Linked DNA regions of Mus musculus: region 2 is linked to region 1. The links are chromatin contacts, called in public HiChIP or PLAC-seq maps. All regions are on one chromosome and are shown on one strand. The core of a region is the stretch at or near the end of the contact, and the rest is flanking DNA. Distances in the headings are between cores, read along the strand shown.

Region 1 (3,091 bases), core at 413-2,912:
TATCTTTCTGTTCCTTCTGTAACACAACCTCTTTTCTTTTAATATGAGAGATTTATTGTTTTTATCGTTGTGGAGTTCTGTAATTCAACATAAAACTCTATGGGCTCATGTGAATTTGTTGGCAAACAACTCTATACTTTGGAGGTTTTAGGAATAATGTTTCTTGCTTTGCCTAACCTCTAGAGTACTTTCCTACTTCATTATGGGTATACACTTCTTTTTCTTTTTTCCTTTTCCATAAATTCTTTCACTTTTTATTACATTTTGGTTAATTACATTTTTGCATTTAATTACATTTTTTGCGTGTTCACGTGTATAGGTACACAATTATCATGGCACGTTTGTGGAGTTTAGAGGACAACCTGGACTTGATTTTCCTCTTGTGCCATATAGATAATTGAGATCAAACTCAGGTCCAATGTCAGTGCTATGTTGTAAGAGTTTATGCACTCTGAGAAATTTTGCTGTTTCTTAAGTTTCTTTACTAATATATAGTAATTGTATACAAATGTCGTAAAAGAGCTTGTGTCTCTAGTTGCATATGTACTGGTTAGTTCATGTTGTTGTTCCTCCTATAGGGCTGCAGACCCTTTTAGCTCCTTGGGTACTTTCTCTAGCTTCTCCATTAGGGGCCCTGTGTTCCATCCAATAGCTGACTGTGAGCATCCACTTCTGTGTTTGCCAGGCACTGGCATAGCCTCATATGAGACAGCTATACCAGGGTCCCTACATTCAAATACAGTTCTTAGTCCCTGTGGTCAAATTTGTAACTAAGGCCCCCATAAAGAGAAGAATTTCAAAGGTGAGTCACAGCTACTTTATTCCTGTGGAATTTGGAGCTGCGTGAGAAACTACCTCAGTCTCTGGGTATTTAGCAATAAGTGGAGTTTACAGAACATAGTGCAAGCAGGTAATCATTTCATAACAGTCTTACAATTCTGAGAAGGGGGCAAGGGCTAGGGGCTTATGTTCTACAAAGGTAGAATTGGTGTCTAGCACAAAATGGAGTTTTTCATACCCATCACATAAGATGGGGCAAGAATAGTGCATTTGTGTGACAAAGAACACACATATACACACACACACATGCACACACACACACACACACACACACACACATGCTGCAGACCCTCTGGGTCCCTTTGTCTGCATGGAACGGGTCTCTGGGGCAGATGGACAAGGAGTCGGTGAGTGACAGACAGATCAATACGCGAGATTGTGTAGGATCTGAATGTATTGTCACAAAGTGAACAACAGTCTTATACAGTACAGAAAATACAAGGGATCAGAAGTCACAGCAGGCAAGGTACATTGAAGTTGCCTGACACAAAACAAAGGAATGACTTCAAAAGGATTTACAGGAACCAGGTAAATGTTTACAGTAAAGATAAAGCAGTCTTACCTAGGGTCAGCTTAGGCCTTGCTAAATTCTTATATGAGTATAACTTTTAAGTATCTGGAGAATCTCCATTTGTCAGAAGAATTTACCAACTTGCTTCTAATATGCAATGCAGCCTGTACTGAAGATTTCTAATTCAGTGGGATTCCCTGGCTTTTTCATAGTATTCCCTTGTTTGGGTGCGATTTGCTACTGTCCTTAATAGACCAGCTCTGAGCTATTGACTCCGTCTTTTGTAATGCTTAATTAGTAACTGAATAGGTAAACTTCCTTACTGCATTCTTACAGGATTCTAAGTTCGGCTTCTGGGACCATGGAACACTGGGGAGACTTAACTATAACAGAATTTTTCCATACACCAGACTAACTCGGGAATATGGTATGAGTATGTGGGTAAATGAGAACACCAAAGCTCCAGGAGGTGAGTTTCCTTGAAACTCTTTTCCTAGTTGAGTGCTTTACAGACTTTTTCAGCCTGTCAAGCAGACTTGACCGGAGAGAGAGCAACACACACACACACACACACACACACACACACAGAGAGAGAGAGAGAGAGAGAGAGAGAGAGAGAGAGAGAGAGAGAGAGAGAGAGAGAGAAAGAGAGAGAGAGAGAGAGAGGAAGAGAGAGAGGGAGGGAGGGAGAGAGAGAGAGAGAGCAAACAAAAAGCAAAAGTAAAGTTACAAGAGTCACAAGGAATACCTGGTAATTGTTAACTCTCAAGACAGTTTCTAAGAGCCCCTAACAATAGCACATTTGCATTGCAGGTTCCGGTAATGGTCAGGGTGACTTTCTTTGAATTAACACTCTTTGAACACAGGAAGTGGGTGGGTGGAGGAATGTGGCTATCTGTTTTATGATTAGCATACCTTGGAGCACTGAGTTTACTACTCTTTCAACAGCAGGCATGAGCTGCAGTATGAGAACTCATAAATGAAAGGGAAACTTAAAACCAATTAAATGCCAAAATTTCAATGATTAGGAGACCAATGTATGAAAAACAGCAGTGACCACAGAGGATGTTTCCAACACCATCACCCCTCACCTGGAACCCAGAGCAGCAGTACCCACAGCAGAAGAGCTGACCCCATCTCTGAGAGCTGGACTTGAGGATGCTTCTCAGGCAGTGGCCATCTGCTTTAAAAGATGTCCTATGGAATTTGCACTGTGGCTAATTTCTTAATATGCAAATCAGCTCAGGAAGCTGGGTTATTGTTCATAGGGACACCTGCTCTTGAGTTACCCTTATAGTAGTTAGTATTAGCAAAGAATTCCCTAGAGTATTTTGAGACAGACTACATATTAGCTGGGCTTCTTTGTTGCGCGCGCTCAACAGGCCAGGAAGAACGACGCTGCTACAGGATCCTTCTGCACACGTTTATTCAGTCCTGATTCTTCTTGTTTATAACTCCCTTGTTTATATCTCCCTTGTTTATATATCTCCCTTGTTTTTATATCTCCCCCGAACCCTGGGCCTCTCACTCCTTTTATACTCTCTCTCATCCACGCACCGCAGGCCACGCCACCTCACCAGGCACGCAGCTTCAGCTAATCAGGGCAGCAGGGGCAAATCTCCACCAAATTGGATTCACCTGTATCCTGGTACACCTGCGCAGCACTCAAGATGTTTGTGTCTTATATGAGGAAGTCAGGTGCAAGTCATATGACTTAGCTGCAGTCCCTGGCACCTTTGG
Region 2 (3,091 bases), core at 309-2,808, 690 kb before region 1:
AAAGCAGGCTGAGTAAGCTGTGAGGAGCAGGCCGGTAAACAGCACCTCTGCCTCCAGGTTCCTGACACTGTTTCCCTCAGTGCACTGTGATTCAGGACATATAATCCAAATGAACCCTGCCCTCCCCAAGTTGCTTTTAGTCATGGTGTTTCATCACAGCAACAATAATAATTCTACGATACTACCCTTGTATGGATGTGGTCTCCTCAAGAGGGAGTCTCATGTAAGTGTCCAATCAATAGCGGCACACCTGATTATGGTGGGTCCTGAAGTTACATTTGTAATGGTGGCTGAAGAATTTTCTTCTTCTTTTTTTTTTTTTTTTTGGTAAAGGAGACTATCGAGTGGTTTCTGAGTGCCTTGGGCAGGATTACAGTCTGATAAAGATAAAACTCAGGTTATAAAAGTTGCAAAAAAGCATTGTGACCGGTCTTTATTGTTCCTAAGGGTTCCTGGAACATTCTAGCTCTTGGGGGTTGCTGGCACATGCCTTTTGCAGGCACACACCGTTAACCTCTGCTCTGGGGAAGGAAAGTCAGGCTGATCTCGGTGAGTTCAAGGGCATCTTGGTCTACAGAGTTCCTGGACAGCCATGGTTGCAAAGAGAGATCCTGTCTCAAAACACACAAACAAAACAACAAAAAGGACTTCCAGACCTATTTGGTGATGTAATCCCATATCAGGAAAAATGCTCCAAGTTCCAGGCCAGCCTGGACTGAACTCTACAGTGAGTTCAGGCCACTGGGACTGCTGAATGAGACCAAGAACTTGCAGCAAACTAAAGGCAGAAAAGGGGAAGCCCGATAAGGTACACTGGCCTGTGCGCTCGTGACCGGGCTCCATTTAGACACCCTGCATCCAATACCAAGAGCAGAACAATGTCCAAGGCGGGAGTTACTGATTGAACTTGTAACCTTGGGTTTGTGAAGGTCTAGCACAGACATCAGAAGACCTGGGAGTCCCAAGTGTGTCATCAATGAGTGACTCTAGAGCACTGTAAGAAGATGGCTCTGCCGGTAAAGTACTGACTGACACTACCAAGACGGTCAGATAACGGACTTCTGCAAGTTGTTCTTTGGCCTCCACAAGCACAACCTAAATAATACAATGTAATTAAAAGATTTTTTTTAAAAAAAGGCCGTTGTGTTGGTAGAACCACTTGCCTGAGGATTCGCTTACAACACAGCAACGTTCTCATTTGCTGGGCAAACAAGGTCAGGTTTTTAATAGTGTCTCTCTCTTTTTCTAGAATACGCGTACAGCCGGAAAGGTTCTTGGAGTTCACCTAAAGGTGTAAACACTTGACCCCAAGGTAGGGAGTTATTAGCTTCCTAGACAGCAGTTACCCGGACCTTCCGGACAGAAAGTCTGGAGTCAAGGCGGGCGATTTGCACACTAGGGTCGATCGTATTGTGGGACTTGTAGTCCCGAATGCAGAAGGGCCTAGGAACCACTGTCGCCGTAGGACTACATTTCCCAGCAACACGCATTTAGTAATACGCGCGGGGCAGGTTGCGCAAGCGAGCGGGTTTCCGGAGGAGTTGGGGGTGGGGCGGCCGGAGAGGCTGGAGCGAGGCGGCGGGATGCAGCGCCCCGGGCCCTTCAGCACCCTCTACGGGCGGGTCCTGGCCCCACTGCCCGGGCGGGCCGGGGGCGCGGCCTCGGGCGGGGGCGGGAACAACTGGGGCCTCTCGGGTTCCCACGTGCAGTTGCCGGGGCGTGCACATTCGGAGACCCGCGGCGACAAGGGAGGCTCGAGCGCGGGCGGCCCGGCCCCCTCCACGATGTCCAAGGCCGAGGAGGCTAAGAAGCTGGCGAGCCACACGGCGGTGGAGAACCACGTGAAGGTGGGCAGCTGGTGACGGCGTGATGGCTTCGTGCTGCGCGCCCAGGGCACTGCCAGGGTGCGCCTGACTCCTGAAAGGGCGAGGGTTGCGAGAGAGGGGAGAGGATGAGCCTTGTACCCGAATTCGCGCTGTTCTTCCCAACCCTTGAAAGGCCTTCTAGACCCCGAATGGGTGGGTGTCAACTCTTCCCCCAACTGGAGCCTTTTCTACAAAGATTCCCTGTCCGGCTGGAACTGGGTGCACAGTAGAGCCTGGCTGTGCTCTGTTTTAGAGTCTTGTCAGGCTGTTAATGCGTGCCTCCTAATCAGCCCATTGAAAATGGTGAGCCCCGAGGCTGCTGTTCTTCACTTCTCACTTACCGCGAAGCCAGCGGAGGGCTGTTTTGCAAAGTGTTTTGAAATTTTACTCCAAACAGGCTTTTCAGCTCCTCCCGCTGAGGAGCTAGAGTGCTGTCTTTACAAAGAAGCCATCAGGTTACTGTTGACAGGGCCGGGTGGCCAGACATCTGGAGGTGCTGCTTTTTAGGAGGGGTCCAGATGTTTTGAAGTTAGTAAGGCTGTGTCCACATTTGTTAAGTGGCTGGTGTGGTGCTCTGAGTGGACTCTTAGTGTAGGTGGGTTTGCTATCCCGTATGTAGCAGGTTAATTATCTTAATTGTATTACTTCTGTTGCCCTGTGGTGAAGTTTCCTGGTCTTGTTTTCTATTTCTTAGATCGCGTTATCAGAATCCGTATCTTCGTTAAAGGGAATTCTTTTCACTTGTTAAAGCTATGCTGCCCAAAGTTACTTTGCAAAGACACTGTTCTTAGAGCTTTATCTTCCTGCCTAGGGTGAGGGTGGCCTGAGTGGGCGGGGCCGGGTCTGATAACCTCAGGCTTGCCTGTTCTATAGAAGAACACCATTTTTGTTTCAGGCAGGGCTCTTATGCCCTTCTGTTCTAGGGTAGCTTTTTGCTCATCTAGTTAGCATAGGATTTTATACTTGAATTAAGAGGTGTGAGGTATGAATATGAATTTAAAATGTGTAATTTGGCTCTGTGTTTGGAACACAGTGCCACAGGGGTAAAACTGGGACAGTAAAGAGAGATTTCAAAATGCCTTTGTGAAGTGACTTAATAGATTGATAAATGAAATCCATACCTCAGGAGAGCCCATTATCTTAGTTATCCTGTTAATGTTTAGTGGTACACGTCTCCTTGACCTTTGCCTTATCGTTATGTATTTGACTAAATTAAAATCTGCAAG

Evidence for each region. HiChIP or PLAC-seq counts read pairs in DNA pulled down with a chosen protein or histone mark.
Region 2: a contact with region 1 is called in an H3K27ac HiChIP or PLAC-seq map of embryonic stem cells, with 4 times the contacts expected there. The contact joins the promoter of Rpia here to the enhancer-like site in region 1. A contact is called at or near these places in 3 of 39 promoter capture datasets (embryonic stem cells, pre-B cells and stem cell-derived epiblast-like cells) and 5 of 115 datasets of contacts at active chromatin or transcription factors (embryonic stem cells and large pre-B cells).

What each region holds. Positions count from the first base shown.
Region 1 is chr6:70,102,567-70,105,657 of GRCm38.p6, reverse strand. It overlaps Igk. Among named protein-coding and RNA genes, the nearest start is that of Gm46962, 120 kb to the left of the region's middle. Within about 2 kb of position 1,662, at least 23 of the 459 cell types and tissues checked have an H3K27ac peak or open chromatin away from gene starts, as enhancers often do. A contact at or near this core is called in embryonic stem cells and stem cell-derived epiblast-like cells, where this site is marked.
Region 2 is chr6:70,790,642-70,793,732 of GRCm38.p6, reverse strand. It overlaps Rpia (ribose 5-phosphate isomerase A), which reads left to right and starts at 1,558. Exons shown (of 9, transcript NM_009075.2): 1 at 1,558-1,847. The coding sequence starts at 1,584.